Regions from separate parts of the Zea mays genome. Here all the other regions are linked to region 1. The links are chromatin contacts, called in public Hi-C maps. All regions are on one chromosome and are shown on one strand. Each heading gives the region's core, a stretch centred on a gene start, on an enhancer-like site or on the middle of the called end of the contact. The rest is flanking DNA. Distances are from core to core; before and after follow the strand shown.

What was found. Hi-C and Micro-C count contacts between places; a contact is called where the count stands out from the background.
Region 2: a Hi-C map of bundle sheath shows a contact between it and region 1, with 3 times the contacts expected there. The contact joins the promoter of LOC100304261 here to the promoter of LOC100194025 in region 1. A contact is called at or near these places in 7 of 25 Hi-C or Micro-C datasets (bundle sheath, ear, endosperm and 2 more).
Region 3: a Hi-C map of leaf shows a contact between it and region 1, with 6 times the contacts expected there. The contact joins the promoter of LOC100283886 here to the promoter of LOC100194025 in region 1. A contact is called at or near these places in 10 of 25 Hi-C or Micro-C datasets (bundle sheath, ear, endosperm and 2 more) and 1 of 3 datasets of contacts at active chromatin or transcription factors (leaf).

The regions. Positions count from the first base shown.
Region 1 is chr5:118,134,612-118,137,986 of Zm-B73-REFERENCE-NAM-5.0, forward strand. LOC100194025 (F-box family member) reads left to right here and starts at 1,775. Exons shown (of 2, transcript NM_001139088.2): 1 at 1,775-2,019; 2 at 2,158-3,375. The coding sequence starts at 1,995.
Region 2 is chr5:118,382,581-118,385,955 of Zm-B73-REFERENCE-NAM-5.0, forward strand. LOC100304261 (Protein WVD2-like 5) reads right to left here and starts at 1,789. Exons shown (of 7, transcript NM_001326605.1): 1 at 1,241-1,789; 2 at 973-1,122; 3 at 459-520; 4 at 1-77. The coding sequence starts at 1,468.
Region 3 is chr5:117,984,979-117,988,353 of Zm-B73-REFERENCE-NAM-5.0, forward strand. It overlaps LOC100283886 (chloroplast small heat shock protein), which reads left to right and starts at 1,747. Exons shown (of 2, transcript NM_001156784.2): 1 at 1,747-2,091; 2 at 2,192-2,702. The coding sequence starts at 1,842. The coding sequence ends at 2,577. It overlaps LOC100216795, which reads left to right. Exons shown (of 5, transcript NM_001143194.1): 3 at 281-371; 4 at 742-808; 5 at 903-1,333. The coding sequence ends at 956.

The sequences.
Region 1 (3,375 bases), core at 525-3,024:
AGTACTTTTAGTCGCTAAACTGGCAAACAATATGACTAAATGAGACTTTACAAATAGAAATTCTATGGACTAAAGTTTAGTACCTAAAATTTAGAAGGCTGACTAAGGGAACCAAACACCCTCATAATGCATGCACTAGTACAATGCATGCACCTTGCAACGACACCAATCATATTTGGCGATATATTGCAATGGTTATATTGCAATGGTTGTACAACACATGAGGGCACAATGGCAACACACTGTGATGGACCCTCTCTATAAAAAAATTTAAAACTAAAGTGGACCCTCCCTACAAAAAATAAGTTTAAAATTAAAGTGGACATATGACTCACATACTAGATATTAAATATTGTACTTTATCTTAGCTAAAAGTCCGAGAAAGATATTAGTTGAATATCTGACATGCCCCTTTTTTATAGCTAACTCGGTCGCTTATCCTTCTTCAGCTAGTAAGGTGGTACTACCCGAGAGCATTGTGCTACGTGTGGCTTCATGTCGTGTTGTGCTTGGACGATTTCTCATGGCCTTATGACAACACACGATGAGCGTGGATCCCAGGTTAGATTAAAAAGAAGTATAATGACTTTTTTTGCAAAAGGGGTGACAGTGGAAACCAGGTTTATAGCTAACTCGATCGTTCGTCCTACTTCATCTAGCGAGGTGGACATATGATACTATTCAGGAGTGCTGCGCTCCGTGCAGTTTTGCGTTATGTTGGGTTTTGTGTTTTCTCTTGTTTTATCTAGGAGGTAACGACACACGATGACAGTGGACCGCGAGTTAGATTAGAAAAAAAACATAAATATTTTTTAAAGGGACGACAATGAAAACTAGGAAAACTGATACTTTATAGGAGTAAAGATAGAGAAGAGAAGAAAAGAGATGTAGTCTTGATTAGTGTTTAGACTGTCTCGAGCAGATTACTTATCATATCTTCTATTATATCTCTCATTTTAAAATTTACTCTATAAATAATGTAATATATAGTGTAAAATAATGCTTTGTATGATCCAATGAAGACATCCTGTACATCTGTATCTAGTAAGGGATGAAAACAATCGGAAACAATATTTATTCGGTAATCAGTTTTTTGGTCGTTTTTCTTTGATTGCAAATAAATAGGATATAAAATCTACCATATAAATGTGTATTCTTATTTTTAACATTGAGATTGTAAAGATTTATAAAAGGTAAACCTTAAATTCATCTTATATCTTCTCAAATGATAGGTATAAATAAAATTTGGTATGGATTTAAAAACAAATTCGACAAATTTTTTATATTTTTATTGTAGGAAGTAAATAACACATAAAACAATTTATACAATATTTTATTCTTATTTATAATAATGAGCTTGATAGTATAATAAAAATCAACATAAAATTTTATGAATATTTATTTTAAAATATTAAATTTATCTAGCGGTTCTATTACCACTTTCATCTGCTTCCATCCAAACGACCCCGCTCTACGCCGTACGGCCGTACCTGTCCAGCGCGGAGGTTCAATGAATCCAGCTCGCCGCGTGCGGTGCAATGCAACTTGGCGCCACGGGTGTCGAGGGGCACGCGACGCCGAGGCCCCCGCCACGTCCCTTGGGCGCACCAAGGGACAAGGGTGCGCGCTCTCCTTTCCCCGATCCGGATTCATCCGCTCCGCCAGGCCGCGGCCACAGTGCCACACGCAAGCGGGCCAAGCTGCCAACCACCCTTTTCTCTCTCTACCCCCTATATTCCTCTCCCATCTCTTCGCCGTCTTCTTTTCCTCCCCTAGGTCGGTCTCCTCCCCTCTCCCCACCGAGGTTCCCCCTCCTTCCTTCGCTTCCTTTTTTCCCTGTCGCCGGCGGCGACAGGGTTCCGTTTTCCTTGCTCCGGCGGGCTGTAAATGCTTCCGGCCCTCTTCGGTGCCTCAGATCCGGTGGTGCTCGTTCTTCTGGTCTTGATTCGAGTGGGAGGGGAAGGGGTCGCTTCGGTGTTGGGTGACTCGGAGACATGCCTGCGCTCTACGCTTACGGAGGTGAGGGCGAAAAACATCCTCTTTATTCTTCTTTTCTTAGGAGCTCTGTCGATCGATTTGAGATTTTACGCTGGGAGGGAGGGATTACGTGTGGCATCCCGTTCTGATGGTTAATTGGTTGCTTCTTGGATGGACCAGATGACGGGTGCCTCGTCTCGGCGCCGGCTGAGCTGGCCGGACTCTTCTGCCGCGGCGCCGTGCAGCAGCGGAAGCGCACGCTAGTGGCCGCGTCCGCTGTGGCCGCCGCGGCCGCGGAGTGCGTGAGGGCGGCCAAGAAGCAGAGGCAGCTTCCGTCGCTCGACGCGCTCCCGGACGAGTGCCTCTTCGAGATCCTGCGCCGCGTGCCCGGCCGTCGCGGCGCCGCTGCCTGCGTCTCCCGCCGCTGGCTCGCGCTCCTCGGCAGCATCCGGGTCTCCGAGTTCGGCCAGGCCGCCGCGGCGGCGGACACCCCGTCGCTGCCGGACCTGAACGAGGAGTTCGTCATGGAGGAGGATAAGGAGGAGGTCCCCGCGGATCGGTGCGTTGACAGGGTCCTCGAGGGCAAGGAGGCCACCGACGTCCGCCTGGCCGCCATGGCCGTCGTCGCCGGATCCTGTGGCGGGCTGGAGAAGCTCTCCGTCCGTGGAAGCCACCCGGCCCGTGGCGTCACAGACCAAGGACTCTCGGCGGTTGCACGCGGCAGCCCCAACCTCAGCTCGCTCGCGCTCTGGGACGTGCCTCTTATCACCGACGCTGGACTTGTGGAGATCGCCGCCGGGTGCCCCTTGCTGGAGCGTCTGGATATTTCTCGATGCCCCCTCATCACAGACAAGGGCCTCGCCGCTTTTGCGCAGGGGTGCCCCGACTTGGTGTCTCTGACCATCGAGGCATGCTCTAGTGTTGGCGATGAGGGCTTGAGGGCAATTGGCCGCAGCTGCATGAAACTGCAAGCTGTGAACATCAAGAACTGTCCTCTTGTTGGTGACCAAGGCATCTCCAGCCTGGTGTGCTCTGCCACTGCTTCGCTTGCTAAGATCCGGCTCCAGGGACTGAACATAACTGATGCTTCACTTGCTGTGATTGGATACTACGGGAAGGCCATCACTGACCTTTCACTTACTCGTCTTGCTACTGTTGGTGAGAGGGGTTTCTGGGTGATGGCTAATGCTGCTGGCCTGCAGAATCTCAGGTGCATGAGTGTTACCTCTTGCCCTGGAGTCACTGATCTTGCGCTCGCTTCTATTGCCAAGTTCTGCCCAAGCTTGAAGAAGCTTTACCTGAGGAAGTGCGGACATGTGTCGGATGCTGGCCTTAAGGCCTTCACAGAATCAGCAAAGGTGTTTGAGAACTTACAGCTTGAGGAATGCAACCGTGTTA
Region 2 (3,375 bases), core at 539-3,038, 250 kb after region 1:
TCTCACCATTTGACTGTTCTTCATCTCTTTTGATGGAAGAGAGCTGTGCTGGTGGCTTTTGAGTTTTCCTTTTCTCCCTGGATTGGAGTTAAGTATAAATAGCATAAGTGACTCTTCAAATATATAGCCGTATAAGATGATTTTAGAGTAGTCATAGTTTTATATCCAGTGAAGGGCAGCCTGGTGCAGCGGTAGAGCCTACCGTCTGTAACCGGAAGGTCCTGGGTTCGAGCCCCAGCCTCTGCATATTAAGCAGGTAAGGCTTGGCGACTAAAGATACCCTTCCCCAGACCCTGCACAGTGCGGGAAGCCTACGGCACTGGGTACGCCCTTTATAGTTTTATATCCAGTCTATGGTGCACCAGGATTTGTGGGCATATATACTAAAACACTTAGTATATATACATTCCTTCTCCCAAGTTATTCTGATCTTGATAGAAAGGAAAGAAGCAACTTACTTGGACTCATCGGGCAATGCTGCATCAATTGGGGATGAGTGAGACTCATTCTTGCCAGCTTTCTGATAAAAGTGAAACAAGTCATGTAAGATCCGACTAGATTGGGCAGGAAGCTGATTTTAGATATCCATAACTAGTGAATATATTAAAAAAAGGTTCAACCCACTGGGGGTGACCTCCCCAGGGCCCAGGGCTGTGCTATTAGCCTATTAAGGTAGAAGACCTCAACCTTGCAGGCCGAGAAAAACACTCAGAGGGTCTTTTTAACCAGCCTAAATTCACTTCCACAGGGAGTTGAACCGAGGACCTAGAGGTGCTACTAAGGGACCTAGAACGATTCTGGGCCAGGTTGCTTATGTAATTTATATAAGGTTTGATCACCTGGAACGATTCCTAGGTGGAATCCTGGACAAACGAACAAGGCCTAAAGGACTTTCAACCACTAGGCTACAGGCTCTTTCACTGACTAGTGAAGATGTTGAAACAAACTGCATCATAATGTAGAACTGCTTACATTACTGCCGACACCAGAGTCACCATGGGACTCCTGGACAATGGGTGCCTTAGGAAAAGAAGAGTTGGGAGCTTTTCTCCTTGTCTGATTTTCATCTCCACTCCTTGGACTCTTAGATTTGACAGCCTTAGGTACATGGCTTTGATTCCCCTAAAATCACATCATAAACGAAATGGTAATCAGTACAACTGCAGATGGTATCATTTACTACCTATAGGTAGAAGATAGCCACAAAAAACATTACAAGACATCGCCGTCAAGAGCTCACCTTGGAAAGGCGAGGCTTCCTGCCTTCCAGGGGCGAGGTGGCCTCCCCGCCAGCCTCTTCTGGCGGGTTAATCACCTCGCTCTCACCTGAGTTGTCCTCATTGCCCTTCCTATGCTCTTCCTCACCCTGGCACCCTAAGCTAGGCATTGCGGGCGTCCCACTGGCCCCATCCTCGACGGCAACCGCCGCATCCGTTCCACAGATGATGTCATCAACCACATCGTCCATCTCGACCAAGCCGTCACTGATCCACCCGCCGAGGGAAACGAGGTACACCGTACACGCGAGATCTACGCACGAGAAATGCCGAATGCACGCAGATCTGGGCCAAGCAATCGCAAGACAAATGCCGGTGGCACCTATGGGTCCGGAGGGGGTGGGAGAAGGTGGAAAGATGGTTTCTTTACCTCGCCCGTGGACAGTGCTAGGGAATGGCGGTACGGAAGAGCACGACGACAGGGACAAAGGAGGCGGCGGCCCGCCGGCTTCCACGGAGAAGGCCGACTGTGGCAATGGAAGGAGAGGAGACAACGGGGGTGTAGGTGGTGGTGACTGTGTTTAGGCTGGAGGTGGTTACACGTTTCCAATCCCGCTGTCTTTTCAGTGTTTCCTTTTTCCGTTTGTTTTTCTATACTGTGTTTCCTTTTAGCTTTTTGTCTCCAGTTCTTAAATTCAAGATTCCCTGTGCTTAAATCCTTAGAAAATGAAGCTTGTGATCTAAAGTGAAAAAGTTTATCCATGTGTTTTAAAATAGTTGTCGAATCTCATTTCTAGAAATTAACTACTTTTATATTTAACAAATATATAAAAAAATGTTAATATTTATAATACATAATCCCTTTATTCTAATAATATATAGAGCATAATCATCTTTAGTTCAAAGACTAAAAAATATATTGAATTTTCTCTATTGAAATTAGTACTGCTGTAGTGATGTAGGTATACCTAGAAAAAGCATGCCTAATAAAAAATAGTTACCATCTTTAGTTAAATATAAGGTTTTTTTTGCTGAGCATGAATGTTATAGTAACTATTATTTAAAGATAGAGGTAGTAGATCGTTCAACAAATAAATATCTCTAAAATATAGTTAGTGATCGTTTGGATCCCTTTATTTTGAAGAAATTGAATCTACTTGTTGAGCACCAAAAGTGGTAGACGGTCAGCCCTTGGGCCCGGACAGTCCGTATGTCCCGCGATTAGATTATCCTTATCTCATGTGTGGTTATCTATTTAATCATGTGGGAGTGTTAGCTATCTCCTAGGAAAAGGTCCAAACGTCCTCCCCTATAAATATAAAGGGGTACGACATTGAGAACCTCGGGACACATTCCAATCGAACTTATCTACTTTATTTACTTTTCCTGCTATAGGAATAGATGTAGCGTAGCTTTAGTTGTAGCTTTCCGCATATCCACCTCTATTCGACTCTACGTCATCTAGATCCGTCCTAGGGTGGCCTGCCGACCTACTTCAATCAAGATATCTTTCTCAAATTGATCTCTTAATTTCTAGGCGACTCTACGTCGTCTGGATGCCCCGGGTGACTTGCTGACCCGAAGCACCCTAAGGTCTCTATCCCGTGGGGCGCGATTTAGGTCATACAAGGAGAAGAAAATGACCCTGCGCCATCGTGGACCGTTCGGCCCAGAGCTCGGACCGTCCGGACAGCATGCATGGAAGGCACCCGCTTCTGCCGCCAGGTCGCGGACCGTTCGGCCCAGAGCCGCCACAACAGCACCGTGGATCATTTTCGGCGACCTACATTATTTTCGGCGGCACATCCCTGGCCGCCGAAAATAAGATTGTTTTCGGCGACCACTGACACAGCCGCCGAAAATAAGGTTTTTAAAAACCGTCGGACCCTTCTTCTTCTCTATTCTTTCTCTCCTCTCCCAAACCCGCCGCTCGCCCGCCCGCCGGGCTGCCCGCCACTCCGAGCCGCCACCACTCCACCGTCGTTGTCGAGCCGCCGCATCGAGAGGTAAAATTTTTTTGCATATTTTATTTCTTATTTTCGGCGGTTGTTATTTAGTTGCCGCCCAAATTAGTATATATTTGTAATTGTGTTTGTTTGATTACTGTTTGTGATTAGTATTATTGTTTTAATTCGATTTCATTAATGTATTAGTGGTA
Region 3 (3,375 bases), core at 497-2,996, 150 kb before region 1:
GCAATAAGCAATCTAAATCCTTTTTGGTTTCCAATTTTCCATAGCAGGAAATAATATATTATGACAGAGAGTCTCTCACGTATAGGCCAACTCCTGAAATTGGTCACACACATGGCCAGATGTAAACTATTTGTTCTTATGGCTCCCGAATTCCAACCCTATAGGGTAGGCGCCGAGGGAGAACCACTGGTGGTTCATTGCCTCATTTTTATATGCTAAAGCAATAAAACCACTAATGGTTCATTCCCTGACATTATGTCCCTCATTTGTACAAACATAGGTCTTCTACTATGGCACCAGACTAGACAGCAGTGGATTGGAAAACGAAGACATAATTCTCAGGGTCAACAAAGTCAAGGACCAAAAATAAGGTTAGTTCTCCGAGTTCAATTTTTCTTATGGAACGTCTATGGTCTTGAATTTTTCTGTCTTTGCAGTGACCAAAATATTTCCTTGGTGTAGTAGTTTTTAGTTACGTGAAATACCTTCTTTGCTTCATGCATGGGAATGAACCAGTCGTGGGTTTTATCCACTGTTTAAATTGTCATTCGAAACATCACGAAGTTGTGATATATTGTGGTTATCGATGATATGCTATTTATATAGTAATATCCTTGCTACCATGTTGGTAATTTGACAGTGGCTCTCCAGCAGTTAGAAATCTTGTTTATAATACTTTGAAATTTAGGATAGCTTCTGATTGCCTTTTGAAACTAATATCTATCTGCATGGCGACTGCAGTTGTAATGCTACATACGAGAGCCTGCTCGGGAGCTCGAAACCATTTCCACAACCGATCCCTCTTGGTGTAAGATATCTTGAAAAGCTACACGACATCTTCCATTTGACATGTGCGTCCTGTTTAGACAATGCATTGATTTTCCTGGCTTGTCCGCTGTCAGGAAATGGTGGGTTTCCTCGTGATCAGCTGGGAGCAGGAAGGCCTATACGATTAGAGTTGGTTATTGGAAGTGTGCTGTTTCAAGTCATGAATCGCTGAAATGTACGCAACTTCTAGGCTGCGAAAGCTTGTGACCTCATGGATGTGGACTGTCTCGGAGACAGGATGACATCCCTCTTATGCAAATGTAAAATATTCTTTGTTATTTTATTACTAGTAATTGTGTTTACAGCGTTCAGTGTAGGAGTTCATTGTTTTATACTGAGTACAGTTCTCTCACGTTAGCTCGCGTAAAAGAAATCAGAACGTCTGCAGGGATGCCAGGGAACTAGATACTGGGAGCTGCCTTGAGCCTGATGGCCAAAATCGGGTCCAGTCCAGCCGATGTTTTTAGCTGTCATATGACTTGAGCAAGCATTTTACCTTACTTTTGTTTGCCAAACGTAAACATTGGCATGTCAGATTCTTTTTTAAGCTTCTCGTCTGAGTACAAAACCAAGAGATGACAGATTATTATTAATGAGAATAAAACCCAGATGAGGGATGCTAGTTAGATTCTGGAAATCGAACTCTCGCGCAACAGCGAGCACACCTGGCTCTGGCTGCAGCCTGCACTAGCAACCGGAGCCTAGCTCGGTTATCTGCATGTCAAATTCTGGGAGCAAAAGCAAGCAGACATCAATTGTGTACATTCTCAAATCTGCTTTCCATAGATCCTCAGCGCACCCAGAAGGTGATGGAAGAGGCCGTCTCCTTTCCAGACGCGTCTCCGGCCTTCTCAGCTTGCGTGTGTACGTGGCCGCCTCTGCCGCTTTATATGGACACCAATCGTCATCTCCATCTCTAAACAGACTAACAGAGTGAGGACACAAGGACGGTGACCAAGCAGAGTGACGACGACGCGACAATCAAGTCCGTAGCTCCGGCGGTAGACTTTGATATGGCTTTAGCTCGTCTGTGCCTCAACAGGGCCATCGCTGGCCGCGCGCAGGCGCTGGCGAGGCCGGCGCTCGCCGCAGCCCCGGCGACAGATCCGAAACTTCACTCGCTTCTCTCAACCTCGGCAGCCGACTCTGCCGCCTCAGGCGAGGCAAACCGCCGAGATGTCGCCGTGTCGGAGCGCTCCGCCCCCAATCGCCGCTGGGCATGGCGAGACCTCCGCGACTTCACCCCGTTCAGCCTCGTGGACGGTACGGCCTTAGCACCTGCCGCATTGAGCAACCCACGCCGGCCGGCCATGGACCCTGACTGACTAGTGACTAACGCCCGTGCATGCATCGACGCACGCAGGTCTCGGGAGCGCGCTGTCGCAGGTGGCGGAGACCCTGGGCCGCCCGCTGGAGCGCCTGGCGCCGTCGCGGCTGCTGTCCGGGAAGGTGCGCGAGGACGAGGCGCGGTACCGGCTGCGTTTCGAGGTGCCGGGCCTCGGCAAGGGCGACGTGCGCGTGGCCGTGGAGGACGGGGTGCTGGTCATCGAGGGCGAGAAGCGTGAGCACGGGGAGGAGGGCGACGGCGGCGAGTGGTGGTCGACCAGCGGGTACCACGCCAGCCTGCTGCTCCCGGACGACGCGCGCGCCGAGGGGATCACCGCCGAGGTGAAGGACGGCGTGCTGTACGTCACCGTGCCGCGCACCGGGGAGCGCAAGCGGAACGTCACCGAGGTGAAGGTGCAGTGATGCGTGTCGTGTCACTCAACTCTTGTGAGTGCTTCTTGTTTGTGAGCCCGTGACTGTTGTGTATTTTCTCCGGAAATAAAATACGTATCGTGTACAGAAAGCGAAAGCACGGCATAAAAGCATCCATCAAAATCGTACTGTGTAGAAGCATTGATGCGTAGAGATGGCCAATCGGACAGACGGCCCGGTTAGGTCACGGCCCGTTTAGCATGATTATTAGATTATTAGATGTACTGTGTCGGCACGGCATTAGTACCTGAACCCAGGCACGACATTAAGGCTCCTTAGCCGTGTTGTATCGGCACGGTAGGCCCGTTTAGCACTACACCACAGAATTTTAGTCAGACATTAACAAACACAGTTAAAATATACTAAAATAGCTAATATTGAGCTGTTTAGTGCAATGGCTGACTCATTAAAAACCTATCTAGGTAAAAACTCACCCTTGTGAGAAAACCCTAGATAAGAAAAAAGAGTACAGCACACAGCTAACTAGTCGTGTTTAGATCTAACCATGCATAATCGTGTCTAACCGTGCCTAGGGGCTAATCGGGGCGTGCCCCGTGCTCGGCCCAGGCACTACGGGCCGTGCCGTGCTCCGGGCCGGCCCGATTAGCCCGACATTATTGGCCATCTATATGTGTCATGAGGTAACAGAGTGGATAAATCGGGTAACACCGACAGTAAAAGTAAAAGAGAGTTTATATTCTGAATGATTGAGAGATTGTATATTGGTATTGGTAGGTATAGATGTTCAAATCGGCGGCCTGGGCCGGCTCGAGCATGGCTAGACCTGGC